Linked DNA regions of Sus scrofa: region 1 is linked to region 2. Evidence: chromatin contacts called from public HiChIP or PLAC-seq data. All regions are on one chromosome and are shown on one strand. Each heading gives the region's core, a stretch centred on a gene start, on an enhancer-like site or on the middle of the called end of the contact. The rest is flanking DNA. Distances are from core to core; before and after follow the strand shown.

Evidence for each region. HiChIP or PLAC-seq counts read pairs in DNA pulled down with a chosen protein or histone mark.
Region 1: an H3K27ac HiChIP or PLAC-seq map of skeletal muscle shows a contact between it and region 2. The contact joins the promoter of IER5 here to the promoter of KIAA1614 in region 2. A contact is called at or near these places in 1 of 5 promoter capture datasets (fetal skeletal muscle) and 1 of 2 datasets of contacts at active chromatin or transcription factors (skeletal muscle).

Annotation. Positions count from the first base shown.
Region 1 is chr9:122,632,243-122,638,859 of Sscrofa11.1, forward strand. IER5 (immediate early response 5) reads left to right here and starts at 1,539. Exons shown (of 1, transcript NM_001258436.1): 1 at 1,539-3,708. The coding sequence starts at 1,765. The coding sequence ends at 2,742.
Region 2 is chr9:122,482,374-122,489,796 of Sscrofa11.1, forward strand. KIAA1614 reads left to right here and starts at 1,676. Exons shown (of 10, transcript XM_021063756.1): 1 at 1,676-1,823; 2 at 4,176-5,101; 3 at 5,808-5,871. The coding sequence starts at 1,777.

The DNA.
Region 1 (6,617 bases), core at 289-2,788, 150 kb after region 2:
ACTAGTATTTCTAACTAAACACTCCGATTGGCCAAGCCCTAGTGCAAGATCAGGCCAATGTTCCACATGGACTCCAAGAAAACTCTAATCTGTTTAGTTTTATGATTCAGATTGTGGCTGCGAGTTGTCTTTTATCAGAAGACACTGCATAATAGAGCAGATTGTGTATGTAATGTCTCCTTTTCAGAACTGGAGAAACTAAAGGATCCTGAGGTTATTTACCCAGAGTCCTCAGGCAGGTCAGGTCTGTGGTGGAGTTTTGGTGGGACTAACTTTAACTGACTCTCCAGGAACCCAGTCTAGGACCCTGGACAATCCTGTGGTGTAAGTTGTTGACTGACCAGAAAATTCCAGAACACTCTTCCCCTATAGTTTTACCTTGACACAAAATAAAATAATGACATCATGTTGGGAACACAGGACTTCTCTATTTGTATTTTTAGAACTTGTTAGATTTTTCCAAGGGTGGACTTTGTCAGTCCTCCTGTTCAGGAAAAATCATTGTGCAGAACTTGTACTATTTTTATTTTCAACTGATGTAACAACTGTGTTGGTTCTAGAATCTAAAGAACAAAGTGGTAGGCTAGCTTTAGTGGAGAACCAAAAACTTTGTTCCTAGACACAAAGCCTTGATAAGAAGTCAGAAATTTGGGGACTTTTATTTTCTTATTTATTTAATTTATTTATCTTTGCTTTTGAGGGCCGCACCTGCGGCATATGGAAGTTTCCAGGCTAGGGGTTAAATTGGAGCTACAGCTGCCGGCCTACCCCACGGCCATAGCGACTCCAGATCCCAGCCGCGTTTGCAATCTACACCACAGCTCATGACAACGCTGGATCCTAACCCACTGACCGTGGCCAGGGATCGAACTTCCTCTTCATGGATACTAGTTCGGTTCGTTACTGCTGAGACACGACTGGAACTCCTGTAACTTTTAGAACCCCCCTTTTCTGTCTTCAGAGCCTAAATTGACAAGTGCTCAAGAATGCATGTGCCTCTTGGAGGCAGGGGACTTACCCAAAATTAATGTCTTGTAGTAACGCTATTAGTATAAGGGTATCCTTTGCCGCGTTTTGCCGTCGTCGCATTTCTGCCGGGTAGCTTACAGGTGTGTGCCGCCTAGGAAACAGTGGCGGGAGAGGGAGGAGGGCTGATCAGGGAAGGATCCGGCTGATTAGGGAAGCAGAGCAAAGTCCACCGCCATACTCAGATGAAAGTCTGAAAGGTTAGTTCGCCTTGGTTCTGGCGAGCAGCACACAAGCCAGAATCTTGACGAACCAAGAACTCCCCCTGCTCTCCGTCAACCACGCTCAGAGAACTGGCCTGGACTAGGCGGTGGGCGAGTGGCGCGCGTCGCCCCCTTTAAGAGCCTGCTCCGCGGGACTAACGTTCGAATGGCCCCCGCGCCCCTCCTCGGTCTCCGATTGGCCGCGCGCGGCGCACGAGGGCGCGCCGACCGGCCCCGGAACGGTTGGCGGCCCTTCGCGATTGGCTATCGAGGCGCCTTTATAAGGCGCCTGGCGGCCGGGAGGCCCTCAGTTAGCGACCGGACCCGAGACTGGCTGCTGGTCTGTAGTGGGGAGGGCGCGGGAGCAAGAGAGAGTGTGTTGCCAGAGTCGTTTCTCTTCGGAGTCAGAAGAAATCGAGGGTCAACCCCAGAGGCGACGAACTTGTTGACGCCTCTCGTTTCCGTCTCAGCTTCGGAACGTGGGCTAGGGTTCACCCCCTCACCCCCGCGCCAGCCCTGGGAAAGGGGAGGCAGGATGGAGTTCAAGCTGGAGGCTCACCGCATCGTCAGCATCTCCCTGGGCAAGATCTACAACTCGCGGGTCCAGCGCGGCGGCATCAAGCTGCACAAGAACCTGCTGGTCTCGCTGGTGCTCCGCAGTGCCCGCCAGGTCTACCTGAGCGACCCGTGCCCCGGCCTCTACCTGACCGGCCACCCCGGGGTCCCGGCGCCGCCGCAGCAGCCCGGGGAGCCGGCAGCCGGGCCACCCGCGGGCTGGGGGGAGCCGCCCCCGCCGGCTGCCCGAGCCGCCTGGCCAGAGCCTGAGCCGCAGCCGGAGCGCCCTGCCGTCCCAGAAGTGCCACGGGCGGATGACGCGGAGCCCGCTGCCACGGAGCCGGGCGCCGGGGACACTCTTCAGGGCCGAGAGGCGGAGGCGGCGGAAGCTGCCTGGCGCCGCGTGGAGGGACCGCGAGACACAGCGGTCGTAGGGGCCGGGGGCCCTGCTGGAGCCTCGGACGTCTTCCCCGCGGGGCCCCGGGCAGCACGCCACCCCTGCGGCTGTCCCCCGGGGGACGAGGACACGCCGAGCGCTAACCCCCGCGTGGACGGCTGCCGCGCGCCGCGTCCGGCCGGGGACGAGCCTCCCGCGCCTCCCCCCCTCTGCCCCAGGAAGCGCGGCGCGGCGGGGGTGGGCGGCGGCCCGGCGGGCTGCCCGGTGCCCGGCTCGACCCCGCTCAAGAAACCCCGCCGGAACTTAGAGGAACAGGCGGGCGGGGCGGCCGCGGAGGAGGAAGAGGAGGCGGAGGAGATGGAGACCGGTAACGTGGCCAACCTCATTAGCATCTTCGGTTCCAGCTTCTCAGGACTCTTACGGAAAAGCCCCGGGGGCGGCCGGGAGGAAGCGGAGGGAGAGGAGAGCGGTCCGGAAACCGCCGAGCCCGGGCAGATCTGCTGCGATAAGCCGGTGCTGAGAGACATTAACCCTTGGAGCACTGCCATCGTAGCCTTCTGAGCCCCCGGGGTCTCCGTCCGGGAAGGAGGTTGAGCAGCGGGCGTCCCGACGAGAGGGCTGGGCCCCTCCCGGCTGCGAGGACGCCCCCGAGACGGTCGGCGCCGAGCGCGAGGGGGAAATCGGGTGCCGCCGGGCGGCACAGACTGCCCTTGAGCTTGGCGGCCGGCTGGGCCGTGCCTCCCGGGTCTGCTTTTGAGACTCGGGAGTACGGGGCTTATTGGAAGAGGACGATCGTGGACTTTTGTGTCTGTGTATGTCACTTTGTCTTGTTGAGTTGAGACTATTTTGTCCCCCCCGAATGCCACACGCCTTCCCCGGGGCGTAGGGGACTGGGGGCAGACAGGGACTTTCCTCTGCCCGCAGCGCGGAGAAGGAAGCGGCTCAAAAGGCCGGGCCCCGGGGAGTTCCCCGTTCGTTCTCGGGGGAGGAAGGGACTTTACACACACCCTTCACATGAAAGCTAGCACCGCACCGGGGCCAGGAGTGGCGTTTCCTCACAGGATTTCCTACGACTTGGAGGGATTTCGTCTGGAGTAGAAACGTGTATTATTTCTCTCCCTCCCCACCTTGCTCTCTGAAGAAGCGTTTATACCCTGTGATTACTCTGGAAAAGGGGAATGTTAGCGGCCCTTGTCTTCCCCACAGGGGGAAAAAAAGCCTGATGCACTTCACAGAAGAGATCAAGCTTGGAAATATGGAGCTTATAGAGAAAAGATTTATTTTGTAAAATCTCTAGATCAGAACTACTACACAGTGCTTTTAAAAAGTGTTTAAGGAAACAAAGTTTACAGACAAGCCCTAAGTGGAAAGACGTTATGGTTTTGTAGATAGTGACTCCAGTCTTTGTTGTATAAAGGTTGGGGGAGCTGACAAGGTTTTTGTACAGTATTTTCTCCTTCGTTGTATTGATTTTTGTATAAAAATGTAACTTTACGTGTCTAACACGTATTAAATATTTTGAAGCAACTTCACTGTCTCCTTGTCTGGAATCACCTGTCTGGTTTGGGAGGGATGTGGGCGGAGGGGAATTGTGCTCCGGCTGGAAAATTGAAGGTGTGGTTCTTAATACCAGTCGTGGACAGACTGGGGACCTTGTTTGTTGACTTCTTAAGTATCAGAAGCAACACGTTTAAGATTTCTCCCCTACATCAAAGGACTGCTGTTAGATACTAATGTCAGTGGGCTGCCAGTTTCTTGAAACCTGCCACTGCACCTGCCTTTTCTAAAGTCAGGGGATTTGATTTTTTACAGCCCAATCTGACAGTGTCTAATATTAAATTAACCTAAGTGCCAACCTGTGAAGCCCTTCCCATCCACAAAAATGTTTCTCATTAATACTCTGTTTCCTGTTATACAACATGGGTCATCTTTTGCTACAGAAAAAACCTGATGTGAGGGAAGCTGAGGAGACTGACTTGCCCAGCTGGTCATGTCTACTCTCTGCATTCCAGTGGATGTCAGGATGGAATTGTCAATGCTTGAAAAAAAAATTTTTTAATTACATCTGTAGAGAGTAAATGCATTCGTAAATGGAAATTGCTTGTGTCAAACTGGGTAAGGAAGGAGGGCTAGGCAATTTTAACTTAACAAAATCTGGTTCGCTCTTGTCACCTAATGGTGACATCAGTGTTTGGGTCATGGTAAACACTTAGGTGATGACAGCCAAGTCATCCATTGATTTTTTTTTTCTTTTTTTTACTACAGTTGCTACATTTAAGAGTTTTTTGTCTAAGGTGAAATAGACAATATTTGAATTTATATCAGAAGCAAATCAACTAGAGAATGGTGTCATAAAATATGGTTGCTAGTACTTTAAAGGATGGAATTGGTCTATAACAGCTTATGAATACATGGGAGTTTAAGAGGGGAGAAATTGAGGAAAGATTAGAGAACACTTTAAGAAAGTGTGGCTTTTGAGCAAAAGGAGAGGCCTATGGATAAGTCCTGATTATGTGAACTTTTGTCATAGCTGAGTAGGCCAGTGTTTTGATATTTTTATAAATCTGTTAGTGATCCATTAAGCCTAAGGAACTTTCTACTTTATGCTGAAGCATAAATACTATGTATAGAATTAAACATTCTGTAATCAGGGTCTTGTTAAAATTGACTAGTTTTTCTTTCAGAGATTATCTGCTTAAATTCTGTTACAGCCTCCAGAGATCCATTGAGTGCTGACAGCTTTAAACTGAAGGTGTCCAGGACCTTCATTTTGCAAACATTTCCTGTTGCTAGAAAGTAATTATTATGCCCGAACAGCTATCTCAGTACATTTTTATGTTTGAAAGAGGGTAACATTTGGTGTGTTTAAGAGAGTTATTTTGGATGAGGTGAAAATTCCCATCGATCTTTGTTTTCACATTGGGATGAACCATGGGACCATGAGTCTGCTTCATTTAGAGAGGGTACATGGACATATTTGATCGTTAGGGAACTATAGCTTTGTAGGAAATCAGAAAAGATCTTTTTTTTTGTTTGGTTTTTTGTTTGTTTTGTCACAGGGGCAGTATGTCATGGTGAGAGCTGGACTCTGAAGCCAGACTTCTTGCATCTACCACTTATTAGCTGAGGGACCCTGGATAGGTTACTTCATCTCTTTGTGCCTCAGTTTTTTCAGATATGAAATTGAGATAACTGTACCCACCTCATAAGGTTGTGATAATTAATGTCGATGCCCCTAAAGTACCTCATACATGGTAAGCACTCAATTTTAGTTGCTAATGTAGAAGTTCTGTGTATATATCAGATCCATTAGAGTCAAAGAATTATGTATATTTGTAAGAAAGGGAAGCAGAGTCTATTTTAAAATTATCCTATGCGAGAATTTTGGGTTCTTTTATTCTTGCTTTTCTCTGGGCACTTGGCAGTCCATAGAGCTTAGTCAGAACAGTTTTGCTGTTCTGTGTGTCTCACACCAACCCTGTGACTTTCCTGATTGTATCAAACAGCTCTGCTTTCAGGGAGGAGTAAGCAGGAGTGAAAACACTCAAGGAGCAAGAACTTGTTGACATACAAATGTTTTCTGTGGATGCCTAGAGAAAAAAATAGCCCACAGAGTTATTTTTAGCCTGAATTGCTTGGGCATAGAAGGTTTCTTAAGCTGTGTTAATTGATAGGTCCTGGAAAAGAGACTTCCCAGTGCCAGGATGGGGTTATCAACACACAACTAAATCAGATTCAGTGTGACTAGAAACGAACCATAGTTTTGGTACCTAACCATTTCTTTGACCACTCTAGGAGGGACTAGGATTTTGATCAAATTAACCTGAGGTCTGGTCCAGAAAGAAAAATTTTTTGACCGTCATATGAAAACCAGATGTTGAAAGTGCTTTTTGACAAGTACTCCAAGAAGATCACACGGATAGTGAATAAAGGTGGTAAGTTTTAGTACAAGACGTTTCAACTCTGTCTTTTTAAGCCTGTCTTCCTTCTCAGAAACCATGAATTATCACTGGGGAGAAGAACGAATGATGGAAAGCTGGACAGCTTGAACTGCCCCTCCAAGTAAATGGCTTTGCCCTAAGGCACCTAGTGGAGTAACAATAACTTGCATTCCTACCATTACCACTGATTGGATTTGGAGATGAGAAGTGGAAGGGGGAGTTCCCATCGTGGCGCAGTGGTTAACGAATCCGACTAGGAACCATGAGGTTGCGGGTTCGGTCCCTGCCCTTGCTCAGTGGGTTAACGATCCGGCGTTGCCGTGAGCTGTGGTGTAGGTTGCAGATGTGGCTCGGATCCCGCGTTGCTGTGGCTCTGGCGTAGGCTGGCAGCTACAGCTCCGATTAGACCCCTAGCCTGGGAACCTCCGTATGCTGAGGGAGCGGCCCAAGAAATAGCAACAACAACAGCAACAAAAGACAAAAGACAAAAAAAAA
Region 2 (7,423 bases), core at 426-2,925:
TCCTAAATTAGCTAGTCCTCCCCACTCCCACAGCTACCCAAACAGCTGCTCTCAGGCCTGGCGGGGTGCTATTGCCCTGCCCCTGTCCCCACCTTCTGCGGGGTAACTCCTACTAACTCAAGGGGGGGCCTGGGCTGGCTGGTTACCACACTTCCCTGCCACCCACCCCTGCTCCCTGCGGGGTCACCCTGAGGTCCTTACTGTTGCTACGCCTATTATCACGAGGCGACCCTAGCACGAATCAGTGCAAATAGCAGAGTGGCCAGGCTTGAGAGCGAAGCCTTTGGGCAGAAGGAAAGATGAGCCAGCACTTTCCCTTTATAGAGATTTCCGGAATCTCCTGGGTCCTAACTTACTGTTTCCTGGTGGAAAATAGATTTGAAAACGGTTGAGGGAGTTCTCTTCCTGATGCAGTGGTTAACGAATCCGACTAGGAACCATGAAGTTGCTGGTTCGATCCCTGGCCTTGCTCAGTGGGTTAAGGATCCGGCATTGCCATGAGCTGTCGTGTAGGTCCCAGACTCAGCTGGGATCTGGCATTGCTGTGGCTGTGGCTGTGGCATAGGCTGGCGCTACAGCTCTGATTAGACCCCTAGCCTGGGAACCTCCATATGCCGCGGGTGCGGCCCTAGAAAAAGACCAAAAAAACCCCAAAAAACAGTTGAGGCTCACCCCTCCCTCAAAGGAAATTCAGAAACTCCCTTTGGCTGGGGCCACAGCTGCAGGTAAAGTCCTTTGCGCCTCTTTCCACGTCTGGAGTCCCCAGGAGCCCCGAGAACCGGTCTCCTACCCAAGATGACTGCCAATGCGGGCACCTGGCTCCCCCCTTAGCAGAACACGTTGAGGGAACTCGCGTCCCCTCGGGTTTCTCTGGTGCCGCTGGAAAGAGGAAACAAATGACCTTGACCTCCAAGGAGACGGCCCCTCGCAGAGGGCGACTCCTCCGGAAAAGCTGTCCCAACAAAGGGCATTCCTCAGCTTCCACCCCGCTGCCGACAGCCGACGGCCCAGCCTCCTCCCCACGCCCGGGTGGAGGGCTACCCGCCCTCCCGCGACCCTCGGGAAGAACGTGGTGTTTTCGCAGCCTTGGCTGGTCGCACGGCCGCGCCCTCCCGAAGTCTCGGCTGCAGGCGCTCTCCGGGCAGACGGGGCGAGGCGGACCACGAGGGCTTAGGTCCGGGGGCCCGGAAGGCCGCCCCCGACTCGTGACCCATCCGAGACCCCAGACTCGCGGCCGTGCTCCCTGCTTGGACGTCTGGGGGCCTCGCTCGCCGCCGCCGGCGCCCCCGCCGCCGAGAGGGGCAGCTCGGCGGGGCGCGGGCGGCCGGCACCCAGGCCGCGGCGAGCGCGGAGGGCGGCGGGCGGGCCGGGTGGGGGCGAGGGCCGCTCCTCCAGCCCCTTCCGCCGCCCCTCCTCTCTGCTCTCCCGCTCCCTCTTCCCGTCCCGGCCGGGAAGGCGCGGGGCTTGGCCTCTCCCCCCTTCGTGGCCCAGCCATGAGCTAGCAGCCCATGCCGCTGCCTGCCCTCCCGGCCCACCCGGCGCGCTCTCCCCGCACCCGGAGGGCGGCCGCGGCCCGCGGGGCGGCGCCTCGGGCCCCACCTCACCCGGACCCCGGGGCGGCCCGCAGAGCCGGGAGCCGAGCCGGGCGCGCCCCGAGGGCCGAGGCCTGCGGGCCGCGCTCCCGGAGCCCCGGCCGGAGCCCGCGCGCCCGGGTCCCCGAAGCGGGCCTGGGAGGGAAGGAGAGCGAGCGAGCGAAGGGCCTCGCTTCTCCCGGGGATGGAGGGCATGGAGGCGGCGGGCCGACCCGCCGGCGGCAGCCTTCAGTGAGTACGGAGGAGGTGAGGCGCCGGGCGGGCCGGAGGTGCGGGACCCCCCGAGGGGAAACCGAAGGAAGGGTCGCGGGGGAAGCCCAGCCTTCACGTCCACCCTCATTTCAGCCCCTCCCGGTTGGAGCGAGTCCAGCATTTGGGCCGCAGACTGGTCGGTACCCCCACGGTTCCCCAGTGGAAGGTCTCCTCCTTCAGGTCTCCAGAGATGGATGATCTCTGGAATGCGCTTCCAGAGTTGACCTGAAAGAGAATTCTTTTAGGGGAACGGAAATTGCTCCCCATTACGTTCACATCCTCTGCTTTCGGGACTGAACCACAGAAGAGTGGAATCAGTGGTCGGCTGCAGAGACCTAGTTGATAAATTCTTGATTAACTGGTCCAGGAAGTGATCCATCCTTCCAGAGATAGTGCTTAAACTTCACTGGCTTAAAATGATGTGACATTCACACTCCTGTGTGTATTTTGCTTTATGAACTATGTGCCTTCCTGAAACATGTATAAATTGAATCATCATAAATGACCATAGAGGGACTTGGCATTTAAGAGAATCCTGCAGTGAATCTTTAGTCAATATATGAAGTAACTATATTAATTCCTAACTTGTAACTTATGTAAGTATGGATTTTTAAAATGTTTTCTCCAGAGTTCCCACTGTGGCTCAGTGGGTTAAGAACCTGACTAGTTTCCATGAGGATGTGGATTACATCCCTGGCCTCTCTCAGTGGGTTAAGGATCCTGCTTTTTTTTTTTTTTTTTTTTTTTAATCCTTTTCTAGGGCTGCTTCCCATGGCATATGGAGGTTCCCAGGCTAGGGGTCTAATCGAAGCTGTAGCCCCCAGCCTATGCCACAGCAACGCGGGATCTGAGCTGCGCCTGCGACCTACATGACAGCTCACAGCAATGCCGGATCCTTAACCCACTGAGTGAGGCCAGGGATCGAACCTGCAACCCCATGGTTTCTAGTCGGATTTGTTAACCACTGCGCCATGATGGGAACTCCCCAAGGATCCTGCTTTGCAGCAAGCTGCAGGATAGGTCACAGATGTGGCTTGGATCCTGTGTTGTTATGGCTGTGGCATAGGCCGGCAGCTGCAGCACCAATTCGACCCCTAGACTGGCAACTTCCGTATGCCACAGGTGCAGCCCTGAAAAAAAATAAAATAAAATAAAAATAATTTTTTTTTTCTTTTTTGACCACCTTTCAGCATATAGAGTTCCGGGGCTAGGGATCAGATCCCAACACAGGATCCTTAACCCACTATGCTGGGCCGGAGATCGAACCTGCGCGATCCTGTTGTGCCACAGTGGAAACTCCTAAATATGGATTTTATACATGCTGTTTACTTCAAGTGGGACAAATCTAGATGTACAGCGTTTAAGGAGCAGTTTCTCAGAGAGCAGGATAAATATTAAGACCTTGTGGCGTGTATGTGTGCATAGGATAGCTTGGGGAATAAGTTCCCAGCTCACTTTTATTCCCTGTGAAGACATATCAACCATGGCATCAAGGAGCTGTGTAATTTGGACAAGTCACTTAACCTTTCTAGACCAATATTCTTGTAAGAAGGGGTGTGAGAGTGAATGGTCATGAGTGCTAAAGAGACCTGGCCTTGGGAGGGGAAGCTTTGCACTCTCCTCCCGGCCTCCCCAGCACCTGTGTCACCTGATCTCTCTGTATCTCTGGTTCTCTGGAAAATGCGGATAATGCTCCTGTTCCAGCAGAACTGCACGAGGAATATTTTAGAGAGTATATTAGAAAGTGCTGGCAGGCATGCCTGGCACAGAGCAGATGCTGGTAGGGGTTGGTGCCTGATCCTGGCTACCGTGTGGGCACAGCCCCATGTGGCTGTCCTATGGTTTGTGCCAAGGGGACACCTTCCAGCAGAGGGTCAGATTCCTGGGTGGCACCTTCCTCGGTCCATCCTCGGCAATGGCGCTCCTTGGAAAGGGAAGAGCTTGCTGGCTATTAGCCAATGTTGACATCCTTCCCTGAGGCCTGACACCTGTCAGCAAAGTAAGAGGCCAGGCACGGGGGAATCTGGCCCCCATTTTCACTCTGGTCCACGCTGGGCAGAAGCTTCATTGTGCCCCACCTGTAACATGGGGGTGGAAAAAACTGAGAACACTCTTCAGACTTGGAAGAAAAACCTCAGTAATAACTTATTTGTACCATGCAATGATTTATACTCTCTGAGATGTTTCCGCATGACCTAGGGGGCATTCTCTGCTCTGACCCCAAGTTATTTTCCTCAAAACAGGGCTCTATATTGAGGCACTTTGGGGACCCCGCTCTCTGGAGCTCGCCCTGTGCTGGGTCTAAGGAGCTCTGTCTGCTTTCTTCTCCAGAGGACCCCAAATAGGGAGTCGAACAGCCAGCTCCATGGAGGTGACCTCAGTTGTGGAGAGAAGTGGCCCTGAGCCACAGCCAGAGAACGGACACCTCCCAAGACACTGGCCCTGTCCTCGAGAAGACAGGACACCCAGCCCCATGGCTCCCCAGCCTCCCAGGGTGTGGGGGACACAGCTCCAAGGCCCCTCTGTGCTGGAGTCCAAGGTGAGGGCCTTGAAGGAGAAGATGACAGGCAAACAGGGGGCAGGCCCCGGCCTCCCTTCTCAGGAGCGGCCATCCCTCAAGAAACCCAAAGGCAGGCGCGTCAAGGTGGGTGGACCCAGGACCCCGGCAGAGGGGTCTTGCTTGCCCGATGCTGGGATGGCCCTCCATGCTCAGAACCACGACGACAGGCCACTGGACGGCAGCGTCACTGAGGAGTCTGCCGGGAACGGGGGTGCCGGGCCCCCCCGGTCGCCTGCCCCTGGGCTCGAGTGCTGGAACAGGAGGAGCCCGCGGCCTCCAGAAGTGCTACGGCCCCTGCCTGACTGTGACAGGGCTCTGCTGCCAGGGCCTGGCTCTGGGCAAGAGAGCCCCATGCACAGGGTCCCTGCAGGCCAGCCTGGGGGCCCGAGTTCCTGTCCCAAAACCACATACATGCCCAGCCCGAGGAAAGGAAGGCCATACCCGCTGCAGGATGGTCCAGTCACACAGGGAGACCTGGACAGCTCGTCTCCGACCTCTGAGGAGGACTTTGTCCCCAGGCCAGTCCCGCGGGGGGAGCTCTGGAGAGCCGGAGACCCTGGGCGCGGCACCTTGTCCCTGTCTGACCGTGTGGAGAGGAACCGCCTTCTGCTGCAGGAGATGCTGAGTACTGGGGGGCAGGGCCCCTCCAAGGCGGGAACCCCAGCCTGGACTTCATCCTGGGACGGCGCTGCGCCAGGTAAGGCCCATTCCGTGGGTCTGGATGCGGGGGGCGACAGGAGGGAGCCCGGGAGAAGGCAAGGGGACTGGGGTTGCCCCGAGGGGTTGGCTGGGAGAGGCCGCGAGCATGGCTGCCTGTCACCAAATTCGTCGGCATGTCCTCTTCTTCTCGGCTTTGCCTGACCACCTCAGCCCCATCTGCTGACGAGCCCCAAGATCCCCCCGACCAGTGGGAGGCCATCCTCTATCCTTGGGCCGGGGCCACCCCACTTCTTCCCTGTGGCTTGGAGTTCTTTCTGGGTGGCTCTTTGCGTCTTCCTCAGGTGACGCACCCTCATTGCCTAGTGGACCTCACTGTCCTCTTGGTAGGAGCCCCTCCCCGCAGAGAGGTCCAGCGTCCCGACAGGCGGGCTGAGCTCCCGTGGCAGCCCTCCTGCAGGTGGCCTGTCCTCAGGCCTGTCTTTCCCTTCCTGCCTCCCGGTTCCCAAAGCTCATTCCTCACCCAGCACCTGCGAGGACCCACGTGGGCCCCTCAGCCCATGACAGTGCCTGCCACAGGGCCCCCCAGCTGTCACCAGGGCAGGCTGTGCCTCCATCGCAGTGGTCAGAATTATCTGGGGAGTAGGTGGCTTCTGGAGAAAACTTTCTCCTCATGTTCACTAAGGGGCAGCTGAGAGCCGGCTTCCTGACTCTGCCCTGATCTCTGCTTCTGTTTGGGGTCCTAGAGCGCTTGGCAGGGGACGTGATCTGGGACTCCAGAATCTGCCTGCAGGACGCGGCCCAGAGCAGGTAAGAGCTCAGAGCCCGCGTTTTCTCGCTCTCCCTCCTGGCAGGTGTCCCTGTCCCTTCATTTATGCAGCATCAGGAGAGTAGGAGACAGAGAGAAAGGGGGAGGCGGGGGGAGGGAGATGGAGCCGGGACAGGCAGACCCTGCACTGCAGGCCACGAGGCTCCTCCCAGAGACCTCCCGAAGGCACCTGTCACCCGTGGCCCGGGCCGTGCCCCTGCTACCTTGAGCAAAACCATGGGGCACAGAGCATGATGCGAAGGACGTCGCAAATGACCTGCTCTGCATCTTGGGACTCAGGGCCCTGCGCCAGCCTCTGTCTGTTTATCTTTAAAGTGGGCCACATAGCACTTGTGTGGCGTGCCCCTCAGGGCTGTCGTGAGGCTGACACAGGCGACAGATGTGAACATCCTTAGGGAAGGTATGCGAATGCGAGGCTTCTGCTCCACCAGCTCCTTTCCAGCCGAGAGCTGTGAAAGGACTCCCCTCCTCCACCCGCCCAGACTTCTCTAGCCCCTCCGCCAGTGCCCGGGGGAAGCTGGGCACCTGGGGTGGGGCAGTGCCCTGACCAGGCCAGTGAGAAGAGCCCCAACCGGGTGGGGCGATGGGACATCTGTGGGCCTGAGCTGGCGGCTGCCCAGGGCTTGGCCTCATCCTCAGTCTCTGCCGAGCGCCCGGCAGGTGAAGCCGAGAGAGATGCCATTTCCCCAGCTGTGCAGTGACGTCACCCTCCAGAGGGCCTCCTGGTTTCTGCTGAGGGCGGATGTCAGCAACGGTCGCTTCTCCCATCATCAGGCCACTCCTTGCGTAAATCCGCTCAGTTAGTTTGCCCTCCCCTCCAGAACGCATGCACGGGGCCCCCAGTCCTGCTTCCGCAAAGTGAGGGCTGCCCAGGTTCAGGCCATTTAGCTTCTGCTCGGCTGTTGGCCTCGGTGGCTTGGGCCAGGACCTGGTGGAGGGGGGCTGCCTGCCTCTCCTCATGTCCCCATCTCTCCTGGCCACAGGGTGGAGGAGCACGACTGTGGTCCTCGGTGACACCCTGTCCCCCACCCTGTCCCTCATCCTTCCCTGGGGAGCCCCAGGGGAGATGGCCTGGGCCTGGACATGACACAGCGGGCAACCATACCTTGTGTCCAGTGGAGGTGGGGCCTCCTCTTCTTGCAGCTGCTCCTCCCCTGCTGCCCCCATGTTTTCTTCCCTGATGGCAGGGGGGTGCAGCTGCAAGATGGGCCATGGCGGGGGGTTTTCCAGGGGTCGCTACCGAAAGGAAAAGCCCCTGACTCACATGTTGGATAATAAGTAATAAAAACATCCATCTTGGAGGAAAAGAACCTCACCCATGGGGTCAGAAGGGGCTGTCCCCAGGCCTGCGAGGACATGGCATTTGTGTAGAATCCTCAGGATAGGAATTTCTGGGCTCTTGTTTCACCTGCCAGGCCATCTGCCACAGTTGAAGGTTAAGTAGGGTGTCTGTGTACAGGCGTGTGAATATGTGTATTACATGATGATCTGACATGTGTGTGTGCGTGTGAGATGAACGTGAGTGTGTGTGTG